Regions from separate parts of the Sus scrofa genome. Here region 1 is linked to region 2. The links are chromatin contacts, called in public Hi-C maps. All regions are on one chromosome and are shown on one strand. Each heading gives the region's core, a stretch centred on a gene start, on an enhancer-like site or on the middle of the called end of the contact. The rest is flanking DNA. Distances are from core to core; before and after follow the strand shown.

The links. Hi-C and Micro-C count contacts between places; a contact is called where the count stands out from the background.
Region 1: a Hi-C map of psoas muscle shows a contact between it and region 2, with 2.3 times the contacts expected there. The contact joins the promoter of LOC100620188 here to the enhancer-like site in region 2. A contact is called at or near these places in 10 of 47 Hi-C or Micro-C datasets (embryonic fibroblasts, fetal heart ventricle, heart right ventricle and 6 more).

The regions. Positions count from the first base shown.
Region 1 is chr6:119,191,837-119,195,285 of Sscrofa11.1, forward strand. LOC100620188 (zinc finger protein 396) reads right to left here and starts at 1,494. Exons shown (of 4, transcript XM_013999297.2): 1 at 921-1,494.
Region 2 is chr6:118,836,942-118,840,378 of Sscrofa11.1, forward strand. All of the region lies in intron 1 of MAPRE2 (microtubule-associated protein RP/EB family member 2), which reads left to right. Among named protein-coding and RNA genes, the nearest start is that of MAPRE2, 22 kb to the left of the region's middle. Within about 2 kb of position 1,615, at least 7 of the 83 cell types and tissues checked have an H3K27ac peak or open chromatin away from gene starts, as enhancers often do. A contact at or near this core is called in skeletal muscle, where this site is marked.

The DNA of each region.
Region 1 (3,449 bases), core at 244-2,743, 350 kb after region 2:
TATGTTGCACTTTGCTGCAACGCTGGATCCTTAACCCACTGAGTAAGGCCAGGGAAGGAACGACATACTCATGGATACCAGTTTGTTTCCACTGAACCACAACAGGAACTCCCTATGTTTCCTCTTTACCATTTTCCCCCCACTTCACCAAGAAATTTCTAGGCTGTGAAGTTATGGTGGTGATCTGAACAAAGTCTGCGGCTGCACAAAGCTTGTACTCTAGCTGGGGAGAGACAAGAAGGTTACCAAATAAGTGACACAACTTTATATAACTATGGGCTCCACTGCAAAGGGTAACAGCTGACACAGAGAATTTGCTATGTACCAAGCACCCTTCTAAGCATCTTAATATAAACTCATTTAAGTCCTCACAAAAGCTCTGGAAGGTTATTTTCATCCTCATGTTGGAGATGAGGAAACCCACCAGGGCGAGCTTGGGTATGATCAGGGCAAGCTCATATAAGGAGACCAAGGGCAGAGTACCAGGGCTGGGGTCTGAGTCCACTCCATCCACACTTTCTACAGTGCTGCGTGGTTCAGAGCCAGTGGCTGGGGTCCCAGCGGAGAGGAGAAGCAACAGACCCAGATGATTCCAGGCTGGAACAGAATCTGGGGTCAAGACTGGAGCGGCAGGAGGGGTTTGAGGCCGCCACGTGTCTGGAGCCGACTAGGGGAGTTGCACAGAGGGCCCCTATGCTAAAGCATCCTCTGGGAAGCCGCAGGAACGGCCACCGGGAGCACTCTGCCTTTTTGGTACCAGCGGCCGAATCTGTGCGGGGTCCACAATTGCTCTCAGCTCCACGTAAGAGACTAAACCCCCAACGCCGCGCGAGGGTCCGTAACGAACCTGGTCCCTGGAGCGGAGGCTTCGCCCAGGGCCCCAGTTCCGTGGGGTCTTTCCTAAGGGGTCCGACTCTTACCTGGAAATACCTCTCCTAGAGCCGGCTCCAGACGGTCCCAGGCCACCTTCCCCCACCACACGCCACCGCTCTCGGACGGAGTCCGGACTCCGCGAGACTACGAGGGTCTTGAGAGGAGGGCGCGCTGGAGGCAGGTAAGCGCGCGAGGGGTGATGGGAGGCCGTCCGCTTGGGGGGCGGAGGTCAGCCGCCACGGGGTGCCAGGGAGAAGAGAGGCGGGGCGCCGACGCTCAGTGACAGGTGAGAAGCTGCGGGGATGAGGTGAGGGCAGCGAGAAAGCGCGGTGGGGCACAAGGAAGGCGTAGCCTGAGAGTGTGGCGCGGGGAGGTGTATGAAGAAGGGTGCGCCGGTACGCGGTGGGAGCTTTGCGGGGGGGGGGCTGCAGTGAGGTGGTGCCAAGGCCCGCGGCCACCCCTTCCCGACCCGCCGGGTAAGGGTCGTTTCCCTGAGGCCTAGCAGCGCGAAGAGACCTCAACTCTCACCTAAGGCCTGGGAAGGACGGCCCAGCGTTTTTGGGGAGAAGCCCGGGAAGCGCCAGTCTGCAAGCTGCTTCCGGTCCTCTAGGCGGAGAGGGGGCGGGGCCCGGGATGCCGGAGCAGTTGCCATGGAGACGAGCCACCACCGCAGCCTGAAGCGGGTGGGGGCGGTGCAGTACGAGGGGAGCCCAAAACTCCTTGAGTGCGTATATCCAGCTGCTTGGGCTTCATGTTCAGAGAAACCATTATTATTTCTCAGAGTACTTGTACTTACATTATTTCATTGGCTCTTTCAATAACCCAATACGGTTATTCCCATTTTACAGGGAATAAACCCAAAGTTTTGGTGACTTGCCCAGGGTCACGGGGAGACTCCTGTGCTTTCTACCACTGCGCGCAACATTCTTGTAATACCGTCGGCGCTTCTGAGGTTGGCTATGCTCCAAGTAGTGATGGAAGGAATGGGGTTGACCCCCCCCAACCCCACCCCTTGCTTTCACAAGAGAACATAATGGCCCTTGAAAAGGTGAGAACTCGAGCACGCACATATTTTGGCACCAATGCATACATGTATATTTCCTCAGATAATCTTAAGTAAATTTAAAAATAAATTTCAGGCTAAATGAGCTACCAGGCCACAGCCCCACATATTGGTCTCATCCTCCACCCATTTTCCCTAGGAACTCTTAGAAATATTCTTGTACAGAGAAGTGGGGAATTAGGGAGAAGACAATGATGTTTGAAAATTAATAAACAACAATAAGAAGAAAAAAAAACCCTTTTGATATGAGCAAAGCAAACAAAAGGTATGTTCCCACTGGAGTCTGAGACAGTGAGAGAAAAAGCTGGCTTACTCAGTCTATACCAGACCTGGAGAAATTTGCATCTTAATTAACCTACAATGACACTAAATTTGAATAATTTTTTTTTGAAATACTTGCCCATATTTCATGGGCTAAGATTTTTTTTTTCTTTTTGATGAGGTAACAAATAACAAGACAATCCAAATGTGTACAAGGAATATTTTTATAGTGATGATGGGTCAGCCAAATGAATCAAGGCAACGAGGAATCTAAAACAATTCCTCAAGGGCAAGAAATTTTTGGCAATGGTGTGAAGTCAAAGGTAGCTTAAGGAAAAATAGACAGCAGTCAAAAGCTGCAATGAGAATAAGGAACTGTGAAAAGCCAAATGATTTGGCAAGAAGTCAGGGATGAATTCATCAGTTAGGATTCTACCACATAGCTGATCCAAGAAACTAAATAAAAAAAAAAAAAAAAAGCAAATGTAAAAGACTCCTTGTAATAGTTCACAGTAAACTTAGTAAAGGGCGGGGTCTTTTGTTTGCTTTTTATTTTTTTAATGTCTGAGGGTAAAGTGGAAAGAAATTAGCAGGAACAAACTCCCAGTAGAGCAAGCTTCTACTGTATACCAGATGCCTGGTAAACACTGGGAATTCAAATATGAGATGCAGATTCTTGCTCTTTAGGAACTGATAGACTAATTAAGGAGAAGAGCATATAAACTGACTATTTTAAACAAAGTGGCAGCTGTTCTGAAGATACTATTGACAGGATGCTACAAAAGCATCTTAATTAAAGAAAGGAAGGTGTAGGGGAGAGGGGTGGATAGATAGGAATTGGAGCTGTTGGGGAGAGCTGAGTGTTTGTACATTTCAGACTGAGGGACCAGAATGTAATGTTTAGATTTTTTGAATTGAAGGATGTCAGGCTGATGATGAGTGACTTAGGATGAAAATGAATAAGTAAGTAATGGTCTAGTTTTTAAAGATTTGGCAGGCCAAGTAAAAGTCTCTGGATTAAAGCGAGGATCTTGAGCGAGGAACACAAACTATCTGCAATTCAGTTAGAACTCTCCCATGGCAATGTAGGATGATTTGAGGGGAGGCTAAACTCAAGATAGGGTGACCAGCTCTGAAACTATTGCAAGATCCAGGCTGAACCTGATGGAGGTCTGAACTAGTGCATAGGGGCAAGGATGGAAGCAGGTTTCAGGAAGCATTCAGGAAGCCAGTGTTTGTTGGATGGAAGGCT
Region 2 (3,437 bases), core at 365-2,864:
AGACATAGGAATAAAAAGAGCACCCCTCAGAGGGTTATTGGGAGTAAGTGAACTGACGCATGTAACATACTTAGCCCAGCACCTGCTGCACACTTGCCATGTGTAAATAGTAGCTGTTATGTGCTCAATAAATGTTGAGCAAATGAATTGATAGGAACTTCATGTTAAAAAAAGTTACAAAGGTCAAAACTTGGTGCCCTATTCCTTCAAATATATGTTCTTACACTTCTGTTTCTTTTTAGTGCAGCATATGGAAATTTCCAGGCTGGGGATCATATTGGAGCTGCATTTGCTGGCCTACAGCACAGCCACAGCAGCTTGGGACCCCAGCCACATCTGTGACCTATACCAGAGCTCACAGCAACGCCAGATCCCTAACCCACTGAGTGAGGCTAGGGATTGAACCCACGTCCTCATGGATACTAGTCAGGTTCATAACCACTGAGCCACAATGGGAACTCCCCCTTCTTATGCTTTTAATGTTGCTTCTTTGGGTGGTCAAAGGAATAACCAACTACAGGCAGGACGCAGGTAAAGCAAGGTTCTAGTTTCCTCTATGACCTGAGCAACAAATTTGAACCCTGGACTCTAAGACAATCTGATACTGTTCTCTGTGTTGCTTTCCTGCTTCATGAACATGCTGCTACATTTTATTATCAATTACACTTGTGAGCAGAGGAGCTGCTCTATTAAACGACTCTCTTTTCAAGGGTATTAGATTTTCAATGAACAAAAGAAGTGAAAAATTATCAAAAATATTTCGCAGGAATACAATGCATGTAGCATTTCTCAAAGGTAGTTTGTCTCGTGTCACTTTTTAAATTTATTTTTTACATTAGCACTATGAATGTTCTAGAATAGAAAGGGCAGTCTAACTACTTCTACAGCTAGGAGCAGATGGATGAAGGAGGAGCCTAGAAGAGGGAGTTAGGCTCATTTTGTAAGAAAAGGACTGAATTTTAATTTAATTATAGTTATCACTTTAGATAGTCTCTCGGGATGATCTTTTATTTTTATAGAAACCCAAATCACACGACCAAAAGACGTTTATAACATCATTACCATTCTTCATAGATCCCACCAAAATCCCTTTATCAGCCAGCTGTCATTTTCCAAAAGCCCTCTAATATACAAGATGGGTCATGTGCAGCCTGCCTTTTCTAAGGAGAGGAATGCCTGGTACCATATTCCCTACCCAAGATTCAGTGTCGTTTGACCTTTGCTTGCCGGATAACCTCCCTGGTTTGGTTTCCCTGCTGTGTGCTCAGCTGTTTGCTTCCCGGCAGTCATGCCTCTGGTCCCCTGGGGGAGTTGAACTGGGCAGGCTCTTGGCCTTTCTCTGGAGCCCCTTGGAAGAGCCCTGAGCTCAACCAGAGACCACTAATTGGGGCATCTCGTGATGGAGGCAGGGCCTCTCTGGAAGGCTGGTATCGGTCTAAGGATTCATCTTCTGTGACCTTCTGCTCAGGCATCAAGTTGCTTTATTCCTAGAAAGTCATGGACCTCCCACACAAAAAGATGTGGTCTACAACTGCCGTGATTCAGTCTCTCCGAGCAGCTACGGGGAGTTTGGAATTCAAGACACTGCTTATTATGAAGATCCAAAGATAGCAGAGTCAACTCCTGGGAGGGAAACTGGGATTCAGGTCCCAGTGGTGTCCTCTTCCCAGAAAAGCTGGGAACAGCTGGGGAGGCAGTGATTCCTGCCTCTTTGCCAGTAGAATGCTTTAACCTTTGGTTGATCAGAAGTCTCATTGGCCAGATACGTAGCAGTCAAAGAAGAGAGAACTCTTCCCTTCCAGGGTGAGGCATGACTGGCAATATTTTCACAACCCTTTTTTTCATTCTAATGTATCTTGTATGCTGGTGGTTTTTTGGCCAGACAAGGAGACAGTCTTTCAGGGGGCTTTTTTTTTTTTTTTTTTTTTTTTTGTCTTTTGTCTTTTCAGGGCTGTACCCATGGCATATGGAGGTTCCTAGGCTAGGGATCTAATCAGAGCTACAGCTGCCAGCCTACGCCATAGCCACAGCAACATGGGATCCGAGCCTTGTCTGTGACCTACACCACAGCTCACGGCAACACCAGATCCTTTACCCCATGAGCAGGGCCAGGGATCAAACCTGTGTTCTCATTGATACTAGTGGGGTTCATTACCCCTGAGCCAGGACAGAACTGCAAGAGTTTGATTCTTATGTTAACAATGATATTTGGTCTTTTCAAGTGAAACATATCCAACAGACAAGCCAGGAGAGGGCAGCTGGCTTTCGGTGCTCATATTTGAGGGACTGCTTAGGGCTCAAAAAGAAGAGTACAAGTCAACAGCATCTCTCCTAAGGCGGGGCAGGGGGGGGGAGGAAGTCTGCCAGCTCCTCTTTGTGGGGTGATTATGATTAGGCCCTAAATAGTCTGTGTCCCAGGTTAGAATACAGAATACCTGCCTTGTCATCAATGAACCACATAGGATGACATTCTATTCCTGTGCAAATAAGACATGGGAATTTTGGAAATTTGTGGAAAACATGAACTCAAAAGTATAAGAGAGTGTTTTCAAAATGCAGTGTGTATCAAACTGCTGCTGAGAAGTCACTTCCAGCTTGGGGTGTGTGTATTTGTATCTGTATTTTGAATTTTAAGGCCAGGAAGGTAAATGGAGGAGAGGGAGGGAATAACGGCAGAGAAAATTCCAAGACAGGCAAGATTGGACAGAAAATGCTGGCAGTGAGTTCTGAATGCTAAAATCGTGGGTGAGAGATTATTTTTCTTGGATCTGCCTAAGATGGAGCAAATTCCTGACCCCATCTGGCCCACTGCCTTGGGGCTTTTGTTCTTCTCTGAAAAGGTTAAAAAGGGGGGGGGGATATCTTGCTCAATTCCCGTTGCTTTCTAATCTGATTTTTTTTTAAATTAAACTTTTTATTTTGAGACGATTTACATTAAAATGTAATTGTAAGAAATACAGAGAGGAGTTCCCTTCGTGGCTCAGTGGTTAACGAATCCGACTAGGAACCATGAGGTTGCGGGTTTGATCCCTACCCTTGCTCAGTGGGTTAAGGATCCAGCATTGCCGTGAGCTGTGGTGTAGGTTGCAGATGTGGCTCGGATCCCAAGTTGCTGTGGCTCTGGTGTAGGCCGGCGGCTACAGCTCCAATTGGACCCCTAGCCTGGGAATCTCCATATGCCACGGGAGCGGCCCAAGAAATGGCAAAAAGACAAAAAAAAAAAAGAAAAGAAATACAGAGAGATCACTGTACTCTTCACTCAGTTTCCCCCTTGATGGTAACATTTTGCAAATATATGTACAATGTCACAGTAAATAGGTTGACACTGACACATGTTCAAGGTACAGAACACTTCTCGCACCAAAAGGATACCTCCTGTTGCCCTTTTATAATCATACCCTCTTCCTTCCAGCCCTCACTCCTTCCTCAGCCTCTGG